Linked DNA regions of Mus musculus: all the other regions are linked to region 1. A link is a contact called in public promoter capture Hi-C data. All regions are on one chromosome and are shown on one strand. The core of a region is the stretch at or near the end of the contact, and the rest is flanking DNA. Distances in the headings are between cores, read along the strand shown.

Region 1 (4,197 bases), core at 614-3,113:
AGTGAAGAAAAAGTGACGATATTAAATTCTACTTAGGAGCTGTTGCCTAGCAAAGGCTCTGAGGGAGAGTCAAGCTCTGTTGTTAAATCAAAAGATTAGCAAACCTTAGGGAGGTGTAAAGATAAATAGCACAAAAATCATCCTTCCTCCTTGACCTAATCCACAGGAACAGAATTAGAAAAGATGCAACTTCTTTGACTGGTAAGACACTGTTCTTAGAGTCAGGGTCCCACGCTACTCAAAACCAAGCCCTGTGGAGGATGCATATTCATGCACGCTGTTCAGGTGGCCACGCCCTTCACGTATTCAAGCTGACTGAGGGTAAGCCTCAACTCTACAGCTTCATAGCTCTTCCATCCTCCATACCGTCACCTCCACGGGCTCCAGTCTCCCATGTAAAATGGGCATAGCAATTGCTCCTGGGAGTGTCACTTAACCAAACCCCAATTCAAACATTATTGGAGAGAATTAATACAACCTGATCATCTTGGGGTCTCTCTCTCAGCCGCTGGGTTGAATTATGCTGTCTGGTCCAAGCAACCATATTGTTGAGATTCCATGGTTGATTTCTCCCTGTTGTGGTTAGGAAACACTATCTCATACCAAACATCATGGGTCCCTGCCTCTTACAATCTTCCTCCCCTCCCCGATCTTTCATAATTTCCCATGAGCCTTAGGTGCAGTTGTTTTATGGCAGGTGTATCAGTTAGGGTTCTCCATAGTCCCTTATTTTCTGTATTGTGTAATGAACAGTCTCTATCTGTTGGGAAAAAACTCCCTCCCCCCTTTATTTTTTAAAAAAGAACTACACTTATCTGTAGAAACATGTCTGCCATGATATGAGTTCCCCTCTCAAACCTAAGACTTCTCTAAGCACAAGTAGTTAGGTTTATGGTACCAGGCATGAACTCATCCCTATGGAGGGAGTCTTAGTTGATTAGACAATTGATGTTTATCCCCATGATAAAAGTACCATTATTGGACTACTATGGATGTCTGGCTGAAATACTCATTGTGGTTCATAGGAATAAACACTATCTGTTCTAAGAAGACTGGGAGGCACCGAAGTCTCCATGCTTGCATTGTAACGGTTGGGTAGGATTCCATTAAGCCACACTACCTTAAGTTCTTTAACCTATTTCCTATTGGCAGGTTCGGTGTTGTTCACTTGTTGCTTTTATTTTGGTGTGTGTGTGTGTGTGTGTGTGTGTGTGTGTGTGTGTACACATTCATGTGTGCTGGCCTTTCACCTTACTCCAGAACAATGTCTGTGGCTTTATAAACACGTTAGCGCCTTAAGGTCTCCCATTTTGATGTAGGAGTCCTGGGATTGCAGACACGCTATGCAGCAGGTTTCGTATGGATCCCAGGAGCTTGAACGTAGCTCTCCTCTGTGCTTGATGGGCATAGCTATAACGCCATTGTTTAAATATTATTATTTTATGTTGAAAATGAACCTGTTATATATATTTGCATCGCAACATTATTTTATTCTGGAAATTACTACAAAGTACTGCAAAAATTGTTTTGGCTGTTTCTATTTGTTTAGTTTGTGTTCGTGTGTTCGTGTGTTCGTGTGTGTGTGTGTGTGTGTGTGTGTGTGTGTGTGTGTGTGTTGGCTATCAAATTGCCTACACAAAGGAGTTGATAGGCTTTAGGGCTGAAAAGCAAATGCTGGGTTTCTACCAAATAAATTGATTTTTCCATTTCATTCAAGTATTATGATGAGTGGCCAGCGCTGAGCCAGAGCCTGAGCACAACTGTGAGCCAGGCTGGCCTCTCCTACCTTCAAGAAGCACACCCTGATGCTGGGGCAAAGCTTACCAGATCTCTGGGGTAGTGGAGGGAGGGGGCTGTTTGTGTACAGCCCGCTGAAGCAACGCTGGAGTCTAGCAGAACGCCTAAGAGTGTTTATTATACTGTGAGTTCTGGATCTTTACTAGGAAAAAAGTGCCCCATCCTCTGGCACAGTTGCCTTGTGATCCTCTTTCCATCTCCAGGGAGGAGCGGGAAGCGTGTGTGCTGCGGGGAAGGAGGGGGTTGTATCTTCCCAGACCAACAGCAGGAGCAGGATCGGAAGCCTGGGATGGCTAGAGCCTCATCGCAGACAGGAGGACTCCAGCGCTAGACCTCGGTCTCTCAGGTACCAAACCCGACAGGTGGCCTAGGGGGAGGGACGTCGCGCCCGCAGCGCCGGAGCGCACAGCTCAAAGGCTGACCTGAGAGATCGAGGGAGCCTGGGAGATTCCAGGCGGGCTAGGGCACGGACTGTAAGTGTATTTGGAGGGATTTGGGGGCCATAGACCCCAGGAAGCACGCAGGCGAGAGCAGGCAAGGGGCGGAGCCCCGAACCGGGCCACAGTGGCCGTCAGAGGGTCTGCTGGGAGGCAGTGGCTTGACCCAAGGCGAACAGGGAACTTTAGAGGGTAGCACGCTACTCAAACAACTTAACTTGACATCGCAAGCCCGGCAGACTGGTACTGCATCCTGAGCTCAGCATCCAGCTGGTCCTGGGGAAACAGGGCCAGCAGGTGTTCCTGTGGAAAGAGCCACGACAAGGACTCCAGGTAGGACTTGGGGACACCAGAAGTGCGGGCATAACGTACCCGAGTGGCAGAGGAGGCTTTGATGAGGTTTGGGGGCAGCGAACAGTAGCAGGTCAGACCTGGGAGCCCTGAACGCTGGGCTTCAGGGATAGCGGATCGGATGCCTACAAAGATGAATAGAGTTCACAGTAAAAAAAAAAAGTGGGGTGTGTCTTGTGCCTCCGGTTTATTTATCCCTGTGACAGTCAAAGAGAACTTTTCCCACTGACAAGGAGAGAGGTAGCTTTCTGGCGCGGGCGTGTGTGTGTGTGTGTGTGTGTGTGTGTGTGTGTGTGTGTGTGTGTGCGCGCGCGCGCTGCCCTACCAAAGTACTTGCCTCAGTGGCTCCAAATTAGGGTGTCTGGTCACCAGCCTCCATATTCCTTGGAGGTAAAAAAAAAAAAAAGTAAGTTGATGGAGTTATTGTTTTGATATTGTAGTTTTTGATTAACAACACACACGGTAAACTTGGAAATAACACCAATGCATATCTAGAGACCAGTTTCCTTTCTAACATGAGTTTACTCATTGTGCTTTCTCTCTTCAGTTCTGAGTCTTTTATCTCCCTCCTTCCTCTCTTTCTCAGTATTCTGAGAAAGAGGCATGCTGGGGAAGAGCTCCTAACAAGTTCCCACCCGTTCTTCTCCAGGATTCCTCAGTGCAGTAAAGTGGTGCGGTTCACTGTTGGGGGAGGTGAAGGAGGGCTGTCTTGCCAAACTCTCTGCCGCCTAGAATTCATTCCCCCTCCCATTTGGACTCCAGGCTCCAGGTTCCCAAAGTGGCATGCTTGGGGTGTTCCCTCTGGAGGACTTGGAAAAGTGAGCTTTTAAATTGGCCCTGTGAACAGGGCAAGGCTTTGTGATAGGCAGAGAAAAAAAGAAAACACAAAGGAAGAAATCAGGGAGACCAGGGAACAGTGAGGGAGCAGGAGACCAACATCTTTGAGAGCAGAGGAACCCCGGGCCAGCCCCTGTCATTCAGGAGCTGACCCTGGGGAGTTTTGCTAAGGGAACACATGTGGTCTTCATGCTGATAACTCACATCATCAACTCTTTTCCATAATCAACGAATCAAACCATGTTTGTAGATTAAGACAGAGTAATTGGTCTTATTTTTTTTTACCGGTATAGGAGGTTCTTTAGAAGCTGTGTAAACTGTTTAAAGTAACCTCCATCTATGCCAGTGTCCCTTGTTTTCCTCATTTTTCCTTTGTTGAACTGGATCCTGCAAAGTTCAGGCATTAGCTGTTCCCTCTCCTGCAGACTTAAGGATGACGTTGTAACTAGAGAATGGATTGGGCTGGGTGCAGGTGCAAGGCTGATGAGGGGGTAGTGCATGACTTATAAACAGAGACACAAAAATGTAAAAAACATCAGTATTCACTTAACGTGTTTGTAGAGCCTAGCTACACACCAGATCCTGGGAACAAGATGGTCAATAAGACCAGACAAGGAACCTGCCCTCCTGGTGCTTACAGATGCTTGGGGGAGGGCAGCTGTCAGTAAAATGATTATCGACTATGTAATTGCAAGCTAACATAAACCCTCTGAGGGAAAGACACAAAGTCCACTGTGGGTGTACATAGATGGGTCTGTGAGACTTGGGAAGGCTT
Region 2 (4,197 bases), core at 700-3,199, 210 kb before region 1:
AATATATTCATTAACTCAAGGAGTTAATTAATGAAGTCAATTAACATTAATTAACTAATTAATACAGGCAATAAACATTTATTGTCTAATATATGTTAGCATTTTTTCTAGGTACTAGATATTACAGAATAAAATTTATATCCCGAAGAGACTCACAATACACTGAATAAATGGATATTTAATACAAATAAATTCATATAATAAATATGTATAAGACACAAGAGTGGTATTAAGGACAGGTTGATCACTTTTCCCAGGTCTTAAAGGGTTTGTAATTGAGTTTAGAAGGCCGTCTAGGGTCAATCAGCCACTGTATTAGAGAGCTAATGAGACGCTCATGCCGTGGTAGCACAATCTGAACTTGATGCTTTGTATGTCTGTTAACATGGGGTAGGTGGAGTGACATTTCCCTGATGATCTGTCTCATTGCAGGCAGAGGCACGGACTAGATACTTCTCGGTCTTCTACCTCTCCATCAATGCAGGGAGCTTGATTTCTATGTTCATCACACCCATGCTAAGAGGTTAGGATTCTTTCTATGGGACTGCATGTGTAGGGCTTTATGCTGGCCAACCAAAAAGCCATTCACAGCTTCAGGTGGTCCAGCTTCTCCGTTCCTATGGGCTTATAAGTATGTGAGAAGTTGTTTTAGTTTCAACTGGTCTGATTTAAAAGAAGGGTTATGGGGGTAGATGATGGGAAGAAGAGAGGATAGCTATGCGTACACCAAGAGCCTGACCTTATAGAGTAAAATATGGCAGACTCGTGAGTCACAATCACTCTTCCCTTCCTGTTTTCCTCAGGGGATGTGAAGTGTTTTGGCGAAGACTGCTATGCATTGGCTTTTGGGATTCCAGGATTGCTCATGGTGCTGGCACTTGGTGAGTGGAGTGGAAAAGGATGTGAACAGCCGTTGATCCCTGCCACATAGAAGGCATCATGCAGGGACTCTACTCTTCCATGCACCCTTTCCACTAACCCTATCAGGCAAGCCTCATTGCAGTGGTTTCCCTTTGGGTTTGAAGATAAATTATGAATGGTGGTCAGAAATTAAATTTTTAACTTTTATTATCTGTGTGTCAGCATATATTTGTGTATCACATGTGTGCTTAGTGCCCACGGATGCCGGAAGAGGGCATCAGATCCTCTGGAACTGGAGTTACAGACAATTCTAAGCAACCATGTGGGTACTAGGAATCTATCCCAAGTCCTCTAAAAGAGCAACAGATATTCTTAACTTCTGCGCCTTCTCTCCAGTCCCATAAACCACTTTTTAAGTGCTATAGTCACATAGTTAATAAATTTCAAAGAAGCCTTTTAAAAAACAAGTTTTGGAGTACATGTAGGATTACCAATCAGGAGTTCGAGTGACTAAAGGTTTTAAATATCTCAGATGACTCTCCCCACCCCCCCATCCCTACCCCACCCCCACCCCTACCCCCACCCCCTTAACTGCCTCTGCCTCCTGTGTGCTGGGATTAAGTGTGTGTGCCACCAAGGCCTGGCACTCTTAAGTGGTTCTTATGTGTAGTCAGGATTGAAGCCCATTGCTTATTGCTGAAATATGCAAGGAAGGAACTAAGATAATTCAACCTCTGTCTCGATCTAGTTTGTGTTATCCAATACTTATTTTTCTGGTAAGTAGATGCTACTTTTGATTGCCTGGGCATTTCAAAGAAGCTTCCAGGTTTAGCCCCCCCCCCCCCATCTGCTCTGCAAAGCTTCCCAAGAATTTCCCATTGAACAAAGAGAATTAAAGAGGAGCTGGATTAGTCAGGAAGTAATGCAACCTGGATCAAGTGGCATTCTTTTAGCACTGAGAACCTTGTCCTGGAAAAGACGGGGGACATGTAGGCCTGTTAGTTTAGGCAAGTGCCCTAAGGGGAGGCTTGGGTGTGATTGTTTCTAGTCATTGACCTGGAAACGTGTCTCACTCTGAGCCTCTGGGTGACACCCCTCTGGACTATATCCAGTTCAAACACATAAAGAGCTCAACAGAGGAGAGGGAGCCCAGAGATTCAGTGTTTGGTCTGATTCTTTTCTACCAGAAAGGCTGAAAGTAATGCGGTTCCCAATTCCAAACAAATGTGTTCCGGGAGAGCCATGATCAAGGACTCTCTGCTTCCTTCTCCCTTCAGTGCTAAATATTTTCCACAAGCACTTTCTTGGTTTTTTTTTTTTTTTACACGTATTATTATCATGGCAGCTTCTCTATATCACTGCCCAGTAATAATATAAAAACAATTAGGTTTTTAATTAGATATTAAAACAATTAGGAAGCTCAAAAAAGACTTTGGAATTATAATGCTCAATAGGTGGTGTCTGTCCTCGTTAGTCAGCAGCTGAATTTTGTGGTGGTCATAATACTTCCTGTGTAATAGATTTTGTGCTAGGGATTGGAACCATATTGGTGATTTAGACAGTTATAAAGTTCATATCCTCAAAGAATTTATATAGCACTGAGAAAGCAATCCAGAAAAAAGCAAATAGGATTTGCCGTATAGAACCGTATAGAAGAGTCAATATCACAACCAGGGAAGTATAGAGAGAGCCATGGGGCTCATAGAAGGGCTTCTGACAAGCACTCTGGAGTGTGGGAAGCCGCCCCCACATTCGCCGTCACAAGATGGCGCTGACATCCTGTGTTCTAAGTTGGTAAACAAATAATCTGCGCATGAGCCAAGGGTATTTACGACCACTTGTACTCTGTTTTTCCCGTGAACGTCAGCTCGGCCATGGGCTGCAGCCAATCAGGGAGTGATGCGCCCTAGGCAATGGTTGTTCTCTTTAAAATAGAAGGGGTTTCGTTTTTCTCTCTCTCTTGCTTCTTGCTCTCTCTTGCTTCCCTCTCTTGCTTCTTGCTCTCTCTTGCTTCCCTCTCTTGCTTCTTACACTCTGGCCCGATAAAGATATAAGCAATAAAGCTTTGCCGTGGAAGATTCTGGTTGTTGTATTCTTCCTGGCCGGTCGTGAGAACGCGTCTAATAACAATTGGTGCCGAATTCCGGGACGAGAAAAAACTCCGGACTGGCGCAGGAGGGATACTTCATTTCAGAACCAGAACTGCGAATCAAGGTTATAAGGTTCCCGTAAAGCAGACTGTTGAGAAGGATTCAACTGCCGAATTCAGAACTCATCAGCTGGGGAACGACGGTGATAAAGGTTCCCGTAAAGCAGACTGTTAAGAAGGATTCAACTGTATGAATTCAGAACTTTTCAGCTGGGGAACGAGGTAAGTCTGATCTTGAACTTTCTAAGGAAATTCAAGACAGTCTATCAGAAGTAAAGTGGAAAATGGCTTTACAAGTTATGTTTGGCCTTAAATTTTTTCTAGTGTTAGAAGCCCTTCTGTTCCTTTTCACATGTTATATAGTGGTTAAGATAGGGCTGAAAATTCTAGAGGAAATTCAGGACAGTCTATCAGAAGTAAAGCGGGGAGAGAGAGTAGGAGCAAGGAGAAACGGTAAGTATACAGGCCTTTCCAAGGGTCTTGAACCCGAGGAAAAGTTAAGGTCAGGTAGGAATACCTGGGGAGAGATTAGAAGGAAGAAAAAGAAAAAAGAAAAGAAAAAAGATCGATTAGCGGAGGTCTCTAGGAGAAGGAGCCTGTGCTCTGAAGAAACAGACTGGGAGAAAAAAGCGGCTCATTATGAAAGAAAAGGATACCAGCCGCCAAGTAAAGTGCTAACTAGTCATTTAAGAAAAAAGCCAAAAGCGGCTGGCGAAGGCCAGTTTGCTAATTGGCCTCAGGGCAATCGGCTACCAGGTGCACTCCCGCCCTATGCGGAGTCCCCGCCCTGCGTAGTGCGTCAGCCCGTAGTGCGTCAGCAATGCGCAGAGAGGCAGTGCGCAGAGAGGCAGTGCGCAGACTCATTCATTCCCCGAGAGGAACAAAAGAAAATAGAACAGGCATTTCCAGTCTTTGAAGGAGCCGAGGGTGGGCGTGTCCACGCTCCGGTAGAATACGTACAGATTAAGGAAATTGCCGAGTCGGTTCGTAAATACGGAACCAATGCTAATTTTACCTTGGTACAGTTAGACAGGCTCGCTGGTATGGCACTAACGCCTGCTGACTGGCAAATGATTGCAAAAGCCGCTCTCCCTAGTATGGCCAAATATGTGGAATGGCGAGCTCTGTGGCAGGAGGCGGCACAGGCGCAGGCCCGAGCAAACGCTGCTGCTTTAACTCCAGAGCAG
Region 3 (4,197 bases), core at 715-3,214, 160 kb before region 1:
GAGTATTTGATGAAGTATTTTAATGAATCTTTTTGTTCTTTTAATGAGAGGACCAGAGAAACCACAAGTGACACGTAGACAAAAGTCACCATCTAGTGGCCTAACTGCACAGTGTTGAAAATGTCAAGCTCCAGTGCTTTCAGAAACCTGTGCAGGAAGCACTTGGCGCCATCACCGAGCCTCTTCATAACAGTAAAGCTATAAAGGCAACAAGCTACACCCTTCAAATGAACTAATCTGCAAACTCAGCTTTGGTCCTGGGCCTATGGGCAGTATCAGACTATAAAAAGAAGGTTTAATGCAATTCAGTGATATATCTAGAAACCAGACTCAGACCCCAGTCAATGGGGGATTTTAAAATTATTTTAGACAAAATCTTTCAAAGACAACTTTATAAATGAAAATGGTAGTAGAATGACTTCTTGTGCACATCTTGATGATTTTAAAAAAAAAGTACTGATGCTCGGGAAAATTTAGGAAGCCGTAGTCACTAGAAAGTGTTATGGATCTCAACTTCTGTCTAAGGAAACTGTGGGTTACCAAAAAGGCTTGAGAACCAGAGGACTGTGTTCAAACACGGGCTTCTTTTTCTATTGCTCTGTGCTTTGCCCTTGTTCTTCAACCTTTCTGAGCCTTGTGAGGACCAAATGAATCAGGACTGGCTCAGTGTCTAGAGCGTGTCTTGTACCCTTCCCTTAGATTCTAAGGCTTAGAAGGGCTGCATACTTTAACTGGAGGGAAATAAAGAAAAGGGAAAAAAAGTAACTTAGAGGAAAGTGGGGCTCAGATGTTGAGCCAAAAACTTGAAAATCATATATTTTTTTCTGCTAAAAAGAAGAGGCATACTTAGTCACTACATGAGAAAGGGGGGGAGAGAGGGGCAGGGGTACTGTAGACATGTATCCTCCAGTGTTTCCCCTTTAGAGTGCTAAATAATGACTGGCATCTTCAAGGTTCACAGCACTCTAAAGTTTTACTCATTAAGTGGGATGCCCAGGTCTGTTTTCATTAGTCTGATGAGCCTTCCCCGGCACACCAGGAAGCCCTCATCCTCTCACACAGCACAGTTGCTGCTCACTTAAACATTCACAACTCCTCTTGCCTGTTTCTAACTGGGCCTGTGAGAAAAAAGGTTGCCAAGTCAACATCCAGTCCTGCAGCTGAGACCGGAGGACCAGCTCCCCACCACGGGGTTGGGGGTGGGGTGCTTAGTCATTCTGAGCCTTAGTTCTTTACTGTCCTTACCAGCAGAGCCCTCCTGACCTGCCTCCAAGGGCAGAGAACATGGCTAAAGTCACACACGCTGGGGCAGAGAAGATCCAGTGCAAGCTCTGGGCCTCTTCTGTACCCTGCACTGACTAGGCCCTTTCATTCTAAGAAAAAGTAGTACCTCAGCCTGCCGGGACAGTTATGCAGGACTAGGAAAACCCTGCTGGGCCTGTGTCAGCTGAGGAGCCTCTCTGATCCTGCCCGACCCTCCACAGGATGCCCCAGGCTCACCAAGCGCCTCTCCACATTCCCTTTTTTCCTGTTGTTCTTGCCTGGAGTCACATCCAGTGAGCGGTAGCTGGGCGGCTTCTCCTCAGGCCAGTTTGGAGACTGTGAGCGGCGGCGGCGGTGATGGTGACGTCGCTGGGCACCCCAGTTCCTGGGCAGCGACTCTTTCTCCTCTTCAGAGCTCCAAGAGCTGGGGCCCGAGGGTAGAGGAGGCGAGTAGCTGCGATGCCTGCGTCTCTCACGTCTCTGGGCGCCTTCCCTGGGCTCTGGTCGTCTGGGGGGCCAAGGAGCCTCACTGGATGAGGGACATTCGCTCAGGCTGTCCCAGTCTGACCAAGGCATGGATGACTCGCTGGGCCTAGAGCGGTGGTGTCTCCCACTCCAATGGGGGTCCAGCTCCCCTCTCCCCGGGGCCCAGGGTCTCATCCCCTGGTCCTGGAGCTCTCGGAGGAAATCGGAGTGATGGCGCTGCCTCGGGCGCTCACTCAGATCGCAGTGTCTGGAAGAAACAGCATTGAGCCGCTGCTGGTGTGAGGGGTTGCTGGTCCTGGAGGACGGTGGGTCTCTGATTAGTGGGGGCAGGTGGATGACTCTGCGTTCCACAACCTCTGCGGAGCCCAGGGAGGAGAGCATGCTGCAAGGGTGGCCAGATTTGGCTCTGAGATCCGCAGGCAGAGGTTGGGCTGGGTTGAGGTTCCGCAATTCTTTCTCCAAATATTCCAGGACACCATTAGCCACCGGAGGGTGAGCAGCCATCTGGGTCATTGGCATCTGTGGAAGGCTGGACTGTAAGGACAGATCTGAATGGAAACAAGGATGGAGCACACTGAACTGCTGGTCCCAAATACCCTCCTAGGAACCAGGGCATCAAAATGTCACGTTAGTAAGCAGGATTGCACTCCCTCCCACCCTCCATCGAAAGACACCCGGTTAGTGCGCATGCTTCTTGGCAGACGGCACCTCTGCCCTCACCCTCTGCCCTCCCCGTCCCATGACTTTCTGGCAAAGTTTACCTCGCTGCAGCAGCGGGTTCATTGCATAAGATGAAACTTGGGAGCTCCTGTCCGCCCCCCAGTACAGGGGTTTTTCCATCATCTGAGGACCTAGGGCCTGAACCTGCTTCATGTAGCGGTGGCGGGCCAGGGCTGCAAGGGAAGAAGGAGAAACGCAGACCCTTAGCCAGCCGGAGTCCCACACCTCCTACTTGGTCTGTGCTTCCAGCTTCTCGCCTTGGAGCCCGTTCTTACCTATCTTGCAGGGAAACAAGAGTTTAGGGGCTGTATCTTTAGCAAGGAGCTGTGTTTCCTTGTTATAGACCCCATCTCTCACACCCCAGGAAAGTTTACTTTAAAACTTTAAAACAACAACAACATTCTAGCCTCAAAACATGTCCTCATGTTACTAGCTCTCCACATCACCCAAAGGGCATAGGCTGTCAATCAAACTTCAGGTCACACAGAAATACCCCACATAGTAAGGCTTAGAGGAGGCTATGAACCAGCCTGGCAGCTCTTGAGCCTGCAGGGCAAACTCAGGGCCATCTGTTCTGAGGGGATGAACACAACTGTGGTGTATCCCTTAAGCATGTTTCTAACTGGAATACCAGCCCCGGGTGGGGGAAAAACAAAACAAAACAAAACAAAACAAAAAAACAAAAAAACAAACCAACCAACCAACCAAACAAACAAAAAAACCTCATGGGACGAGGGCCAGAGACACACAAAGCTGAAGTGAGTTAAAGCGGATCCTTTCTATTCTTCTCCTTAACTAGCTGCTGGGGTTCCCCCCAGTTAGGGGTGGGCCAGGCAAATAACAGGGCAATACTCCCTTCCTGGGGGGACGGGCCAAAAAAGCAGCACAAAGGGTCTCTGCAATGTCATTTCAGTCCCCTAGGTGCAGCTGTGCTGAAGCACACAATCTGCAGAGAATGCAATTAAAATTTTGCTCTTGGTCCTGAGTTTCCATTTTGAAACTCAGGTGATTGTGGCTAAGTACCATTTGACTCCCAAAGACTCTGCCTAGCCACGAGTGGAGCAGATGCACACTGCTAAACACACTGTGACAGGCTTCCACCCCGGTAGTCTCACAGACATCAGGGTGTGCTGTAAAACGGCACGGCTCTGCCCAGAAGAATAGGGCAGAAGGCGCGTGTTCTGTACCCAGCTACATAGTGTCTGCTGAGGCCACTGAGGAGCTATCTTCGAACACAATAGGAAGTGGTTGCCACAGAGCCCCCAGAAGTGTCCGGAGCTCCAGCCCCGTTAATGAGTCACAGCCCTGCCAGGAAGAAATCAAATGCACTCAAAGTAGTTCCTAGAGCTGCCACATCTTAATACCAACCCACAGCACTCCAGTCTCAAAGGAGACAGGAGCAGGGGCCTATTAGCCCCTTCTACTGGCCACCATCAGCATAGCACGCTAATCCTTCTCACCCAGCTCTTCTCTGTGTTTTCAAACAGAATCTTACTCCATAGCCTAGGCTGGCATCAAACTTAAGGGTCTTCCTGCATCACCCACTGAGAACTAAGATTACAGGCAGGGGCCACCACGCCTGGCCTTGAGATGTCTTTTAATGTGAGGAATAGAAGAAGCTGAGAGCACAGAAGTTGTATTCCAACTCAACATCCCACAGTGAGTGCAGATGCCTCTTCTGTCAGCTTAGAGCCAGCTGCTTAAAGATTCAAGACAATTCTGAGAAAT

Evidence for each region. Promoter capture Hi-C pulls out the DNA fragments that hold promoters and counts their contacts.
Region 2: a contact with region 1 is called in a promoter capture Hi-C map of embryonic stem cells, with 5 times the contacts expected there. The contact joins the enhancer-like site here to the promoter of Casr in region 1. A contact is called at or near these places in 7 of 39 promoter capture datasets (the 3T3-L1 cell line, the SN4741 cell line, embryonic stem cells and 2 more), 2 of 115 datasets of contacts at active chromatin or transcription factors (forebrain and stem cell-derived neural progenitor cells) and 3 of 9 other capture datasets (adipose tissue, embryonic stem cells and liver).
Region 3: a promoter capture Hi-C map of stem cell-derived epiblast-like cells shows a contact between it and region 1, with 5 times the contacts expected there. The contact joins the enhancer-like site here to the promoter of Casr in region 1. A contact is called at or near these places in 16 of 39 promoter capture datasets (the 3T3-L1 cell line, 3T3-L1-derived adipocytes, the HPC-7 cell line and 9 more), 20 of 484 Hi-C or Micro-C datasets (all in embryonic stem cells), 13 of 115 datasets of contacts at active chromatin or transcription factors (CD8 T cells, bone marrow-derived dendritic cells, cardiomyocytes and 1 more) and 4 of 9 other capture datasets (adipose tissue, embryonic stem cells, liver and 1 more).

What each region holds. Positions count from the first base shown.
Region 1 is chr16:36,559,800-36,563,996 of GRCm38.p6, reverse strand. Casr (calcium-sensing receptor) reads left to right here and starts at 1,863. Exons shown (of 7, transcript NM_013803.3): 1 at 1,863-2,143.
Region 2 is chr16:36,768,748-36,772,944 of GRCm38.p6, reverse strand. Slc15a2 (solute carrier family 15 (H+/peptide transporter), member 2) reads left to right here. Exons shown (of 22, transcript NM_021301.3): 6 at 433-523; 7 at 804-881. Among named protein-coding and RNA genes, the nearest start is that of Slc15a2, 14 kb to the left of the region's middle. Within about 2 kb of position 1,949, at least 44 of the 459 cell types and tissues checked have an H3K27ac peak or open chromatin away from gene starts, as enhancers often do. A contact at or near this core is called in embryonic stem cells, forebrain and stem cell-derived neural progenitor cells, where this site is marked.
Region 3 is chr16:36,719,983-36,724,179 of GRCm38.p6, reverse strand. Ildr1 (immunoglobulin-like domain containing receptor 1) reads right to left here. Exons shown (of 8, transcript NM_001285788.1): 6 at 2,511-2,642; 7 at 1,501-2,297. Among named protein-coding and RNA genes, the nearest start is that of Ildr1, 28 kb to the right of the region's middle. Within about 2 kb of position 1,964, at least 20 of the 459 cell types and tissues checked have an H3K27ac peak or open chromatin away from gene starts, as enhancers often do. A contact at or near this core is called in embryonic stem cells and stem cell-derived epiblast-like cells, where this site is marked.